2 separate regions of the Mus musculus genome follow, and region 1 is linked to region 2. A link is a contact called in public HiChIP or PLAC-seq data. All regions are on one chromosome and are shown on one strand. The core of a region is the stretch at or near the end of the contact, and the rest is flanking DNA. Distances in the headings are between cores, read along the strand shown. Region 1 overlaps Zdhhc20 (zinc finger, DHHC domain containing 20). Region 2 holds the start of Lats2 (large tumor suppressor 2).

The links. HiChIP or PLAC-seq counts read pairs in DNA pulled down with a chosen protein or histone mark.
Region 1: an H3K27ac HiChIP or PLAC-seq map of epiblast stem cells shows a contact between it and region 2. The contact joins the enhancer-like site here to the promoter of Lats2 in region 2. A contact is called at or near these places in 1 of 39 promoter capture datasets (the HPC-7 cell line), 3 of 115 datasets of contacts at active chromatin or transcription factors (embryonic stem cells and epiblast stem cells) and 4 of 9 other capture datasets (adipose tissue, embryonic stem cells, liver and 1 more).

What each region holds. Positions count from the first base shown.
Region 1 is chr14:57,860,819-57,863,786 of GRCm38.p6, reverse strand. The region is part of intron 4 of Zdhhc20 (zinc finger, DHHC domain containing 20); the gene reads left to right. Among named protein-coding and RNA genes, the nearest start is that of Zdhhc20, 28 kb to the left of the region's middle. Within about 2 kb of position 1,511, at least 27 of the 459 cell types and tissues checked have an H3K27ac peak or open chromatin away from gene starts, as enhancers often do. A contact at or near this core is called in the HPC-7 cell line and epiblast stem cells, where this site is marked.
Region 2 is chr14:57,744,717-57,747,683 of GRCm38.p6, reverse strand. Lats2 (large tumor suppressor 2) reads left to right here and starts at 1,561. Exons shown (of 8, transcript NM_015771.2): 1 at 1,561-1,794. It overlaps Gm52140, which reads right to left. Exons shown (of 3, transcript XM_030248241.1): 2 at 1,346-2,389. The coding sequence ends at 1,372.

The DNA of each region.
Region 1 (2,968 bases), core at 262-2,761, 120 kb before region 2:
TCCAGAGTTCAATTCCCAAAATCAATTCCCATTACAGCAATAGCAATCCTAACAAGCCCAATTCATTTTCCTGGTTCTAGCCTGCCTAGATGGCTAGATGGCTAGATGGTAGCTCACAACCATCTGTAATGGAATCTGATGCCCTCTTCTGGTGTGTCTGAAGACATTGACAGTGTATTCACATATATAAAATAAATAAAAACAAAACAAACAAAAAAAAAGAAACAGAGCAAGAAAAGTTTTAATTATCTGCAATATTTTAAGGAGTCTATTGGGATTCTAAAGATGGAAAACAGATGGTGGGTTGGAGACATGGCTCAGTGGGTAAGAGTGCTTGCCATGAGGACCTGAGTTTGAGTCTCTGACACCCACGTAAAAATCCCAGGATTGCAGTGTGTGCCTGTAACACTGCAGGGTGAGGACAGGAACTTCCTGTGAGCACCAGCCAGCCAGCCTAGCCAAAGCAGCAAGCTTCCTGCTCAGGATGAGATGCTGTGTCCAGGCAACGGAAGAGTTTTTCCTGGCCTCCATACAAGTGTGTACAACACTTATACCATACCACACACAGACAACACATGATAAATGATGCAACTTGCTTTTTACAGTACAGAATAAACACATCTCTTGAAGATAAAGCCTTCATTTTTCTTTATTAGTGCTGTGCAAGTCACTTAAACATTTGAAGCCCAAGTCACCTCAGTAGCCCCAGAAGGCACAGTTTGATGCTGCCGGCAGTGCAGTCTGAAGAGTTAGTTCTTTCAGAGGGCTCAAGGTCAGGCCAGGGTTTATGACTTATGCACAGAATTTCAGGATGGATCAGGATAAAGCAGAGTTGAAGTTTATTAAGAAAAAGTTTCCGGCAGGTAAGATGGCTCAAGCTGTTAAGACTGGTAGTTGCTGGGGCTGCAGAGATGGCTCAGCGGTTAAGAGCACTGACTGCACTTTCAGGGGTCCTGAGTTCAAATCCCAGCAACCACATGGTGTTTCACAACCATCTCTAATGGGATCTGATGCCCTCTTCTGGGGTCTGAAGACAGCTACAGTGTACTTAGATAAAATAAATAAATACATTTAAATTTAAAAAAAAATGCTGGCTGCTCTTCCAGAGGTTCTGAGTTCAATTCCTAGCAACCACATGGTGATTCACAACCATCTATAAAGGGATCTGATGCCCCCCCTCTTCCAGCATGTAGGAATACATGCAGGCAGAACACTCATACATTAAAAAAGTTAGTTTCATGGGGCTGTAGAGGGTGGAGGATGGGGTTAAGTGTTCCTGCTGCTTCTGTGGAGGACCTATGGGTTTGTCTCCCAGCATCAAACCAAACATCACGTTTGCTGGGAAATCACCTGTACCCATATGCATATCATCACAGAAACACATTACACATAATTAAAGGCAATCTCTTAAAACTTAGTATAGCTATACACTCGTGCTAGGGAGGGGCAGGCTTAGGATACACAATTTATATCTGAGATAAAAGTCTTCTAATTGGACAGAAAGGGGAAGTGTTGTGGATAGCCCTGGGGTTGCTTGTATGTTGATAGTAATTCTGCTCTCCTGGGAGGGGCTTTGGACAAGGAGTGAGTCATACTCAGGTGACTTCTTGTGAACCAATCCCCTGATGAATAAAGGAGCCAATCACTGGATGAGTAGGGGACTTCCGGTTGGAGGGGGAAAGAGAGGAAGAGGAGAGGGTTAGGTTATTTTGGATGGGGATAGCATGAGGACAAGATGTAATTGCTTGTGTCTCCCAGTTTCAATGGCGGATCAGTCAGAATTCGGATTTTAGTTGCTGTACCCTGCAAATGAGTTATTGTTTCTGAACTAAGTTTGTGTCTCATGGGTTTGCCAGATGTGCACCACAAAGACAGCCATGGCTATACAGAGAAACAAAGAAGGAAAAAGCAGCCTGGGGGGAAGGCTGGGTCTGGCAAGGTAGCTATCAGCCAGTGGAAACTTAGCAAGCTGGGTAGAGACCATGGGGAGCTCTGGGCCAGAGAGTCTCCATGAGATAAAAACAGGTCAGCCATTGCCTGCCAGTGCATACATAGCTGGCCAGCCCACTGAGGCAGAGCCTTACCAGCACAACTGTGGGAAGGTGCCTGGTTCCTGCAACAGATAGCCTAAGAGGGGATTCCAGGCATCTTTTCAGCCTATCTTCATTTCTGGCACATTTTATCAACAAAGCTGCACCTTGGATTCCTTTGGTTTTTCGAGACAGGGTTCTCTGTGTAGCCCTGGCTGTCCTGAAACTCACTCTGTAGACCAGGCTGGCCTCAAACTCAGAAATCCACCTGCCTCTGCCCCCCCAGTGCTGGGATCAAAGGCGTGCTCCACCACCACCCAGCTGCACCTTGGATTCTTAAGATTTCAGAAGGATTTGACATTTTGCCCCAGCACATCCCAGGAGCCCTCTGTCAGAGTTCATTATTCACCTGGGCATGTGCCTTTCTATTCATTGTCTGTCTGTCCAGTCAGAGCCATTTTTGTGTTTCTAGCTTTGGAAGGATACTTGTACTTTAATGAGTTGTTTGAACCTTCAAACTCATAGAAAACAGATTTCCATTTAAAATCTAGTGTCATGGAAGCAGGAGACAGGTTTGCAGGTGGGCAGTATTTGCCATGTATAGGAACTCTGATGAACACCCTAGCCACACTCTGCTGCATCTTTCCTCAGTACTGTCCTTGTCTGGCTGCTCTGTACAAAAACTGCAGCTGTTTCATTAGCTTCAACTGCTCATTTATTAAGCATTGTTTTGTTTCTTTCTCCCATTATCCCTCCTTTAGACAGGGTTTCACCATGTAGCCCTAAAGCTCATCATAATCTACCTGTCTCTGCCTTCCAAGTGCTGGATTAAATTCTTGCAATACCACAGCTGACTGCAACCCATTGTTCTTACAGGGCCTGCCACGCAGATCTGTGCACAGCTGTCACAGATAGAGTGGAGAGAGGATGTAGAGGAA
Region 2 (2,967 bases), core at 312-2,811:
AGAATTAACTCAGTAGACCAGGCTGGCCTCGAACTCTGAGGTCAGCCAGCCTCTGCCTCCTCAGTACTGGGATTAAAGACATGCGCCACCACTGTTTGACAAAAAGAAAGTTATTTTTGTTCTTTTAAAAAAAAGATTTATTTTTATTTATGTGTGTGTCTGTGCTAAGCATATGCACATGTGTGTGTGCATTTACCCACAGAACAAGGCATTGGATCCCTTGGCACTGGTGTCTCTGTCTCTCTGTCTCTCTCTCCCTTCCTCCATCCCTCCCTCCCTCTGCACCCCTACTTTCCCCCTCTACCGGGTTTCTCTGTGTAGCCATGGTTGTCCCGGAATTCTCTCTGTAACCAGATTGACCTTGAACTCAGAGATCACCTGCTTTCCTGAGAGCTGGGATTATAGGTGTGCATCACTAACCGGCTTCCCTAACATTTCTTAGAGCAAGAGATAGGAACTTTTAACACACAGTGAAGGTTGCCAGTGCGCTTGGGGAGATGGGGGAGGAAGTTCCCAGGTGAGTGCTAGACTCCTCTTTTACAGAATATTACTTGATGCATTGGTTTCTCATCACGGTGCAAGATGTCAGTGTAGCACACAGGGTCAGGCTGACTAAAGAAAATGAGGCTAATCTGCAAGAGGCTTAATTATTAAAGTTCAAAGGACAAAGAAATGAGAATCTCTGGAAGAAGCCTTAAGGGAATTAGAGAGGTGGGGGTGGGGGTGGGGGTGGGGGTGGTGGTGGTGAGGGGCAGTCCAGGACTAAAGTCTGTTGAGGCAGTTAAAACAGTCCTGACAAGGGTTCTTCTGACAAGACAGCCTGAATTTGGCACAGGAGAGGGGGCTCGACTTCCTTCCCGAGGACAAAAATAAAAACTGGTACAAATGATCTTCACTCTTGTGAATTTCTTCCGGAATTGAAACTTCAAATGTCACGTTTGCTAATTAAAGAGGAAGTCTGGTTGACTTTTAAGACTATTAGTCCCCACCATCACTTACCACAGATCGTAAGTTGGTGGGGAGTGTGACGTTAGACAGCCAATAGTAAACGAAAGACTTTGCTTCCACGCTGTTATTTCTCAGCGTCTGTCCCTGGACCAAATCCCCAAATGGAGGATAAAGGAGTGGCCGAAGTGTAAACGCCAGTCTCCTCGGCTGGTTCGTGCAATACTGATGTGTTTTATAAAACCATAAGGCACTTTCCTAAAACGTGCCCAGGGAGGGAGCTGGTTAGCCTGCGTCCGGTTAAGCCCAGGCTGTCAGGCGTCCCGGTTTATTATTTGATGCCCGGGTCTCAGCAGCCGGCTGCACTTTCCGTGGCTGGCACCGGGGCCTGTGAACTTACTTTTCTCACCCACTGGTACGAGGCGTTTAGGGAAACCGGCGCTCCCGGGCTGGGGGCTTCCGACGCGAGCCCAGCGCAGGGCAGGTGGCCGCCCAGCCAGGCGGCGCAGGAAGCGGCCCGTGGGGCGGAGCGGGCGGCGGGTAGCAAGGCCGCGGGCGCCCCGCCCGGGCTGGTATGCGGCCGGGAGTGACGCGGGAGGAGGGGTCACGTGACGCCCGTGGAATGCCAACAATGTAGCGAATGTCCCGCTCGGGTCTGCGCTTCGGAACCGCGGCGTGAGCGCCCCGGGAAGATGGAGCCGCCGCCGCCAGCGCCGCCGCCGCTTCCCCGGGCTCCCCCGACCCTCCGGGGTCAGCAACCACTGCCGCCACCGGCGCCCGGTCTCCCGGCGCGCGAGGTCCCGGAGCCGCGGGCCAGGACGCCGCCGAGGGTGTAGAGCGCTCCCGGAGGTGAGGGGCCGCGGCCGGGAAGTTTGTCGGGACAGGGCTCCGCCCGGTCCCACGGGCGAGCTGCCCTGCGGGACAGGGACAACCCGTCCGCTGGGTCCCGGGCGGGTGCGGAGCAGCGGGTGGCGGCGGCGGGGCGGCTTTGTTGTGCTCGCGCGGCGGCGTCCGGAGGCCCAGACCCCGCGTCCCGCGGCGCCGACCCCGCCCAGCCTGGGCCTCCGTGCGCCGCGCCGTCCACCACGCGCGCTCGCGGCCTTGCGCGCTGCACCTCTGGCCCTCGGCGGCGCGGTGCCCGCCCGGTGTCCGGTGTCCCGTCCCCGGCTGCGCCGTCCGGCGGTCGGTGCGGGGCGGTTGCGTAACGTCTCTTTTGAGCCGACTTCTCCCGGGCCGGCCTCCGCCGCGACTCCACGGCCTGAGTCCGTAGCGCTGGTCACGCACGAGCCTCGCCTGCGTGGCCCGGGTCTCGCCCGGGCGACTTCGGCCACCAGCGGCGTGCAGGAGGCGGCCGGGTGAAAACTTATGCCTGTGAGTGTGAGCGGGAGAGAACTGGACGTGCAGATTTTGTTGACAAAAAAGTTTGAGCGAGGACTTTTCACGCCTTTAAATTTCCCCTGCTTGCCCGTAATGTAGCCGCTTATTAGGGAATTTGTACCAAGTCTTGCTCCATATTTTTAGTTTAACCCCAGGTTAGGTCAGTAAATGATGCTCACCAGTTTTGAGTGCTAAATCTGGAGACAAGGCTACTTTTTGTGATTTTTCTTTTCTCCCCTTTTAGCAACTGTTGTAATAAGGCGCTAACAAAAAAAAAAAAATCTTCCAGCATAGGAATGCAGACGCTGCTTAGAAAGCCTGTTTTTAACTTAACTATAGTTAACAATACATTACAGTATTCAGCCTCTCGTAAAATTTTGGTTATCCAGGTATAGAAAACGCTGTTGAACGAATTCACCATGGTTCCTTTGAAATTGCTTAACTTTTACCACACTTCAAAATGTCAGCTTCATATGGTACCAACAGAGGCTGCTATACAGAATTACAGAATCCGAAGTTTTGAACTGAGAGTTTTTCAGCTTCGCCATCTAGTTGGAATAGTATAAATGTAAATTGGAGCTGTGGGTTATTTCTTTCCTTCGAGAAATCACGGCCTTGGTGGGAGGGACTTTCAGTGGTGGGAGG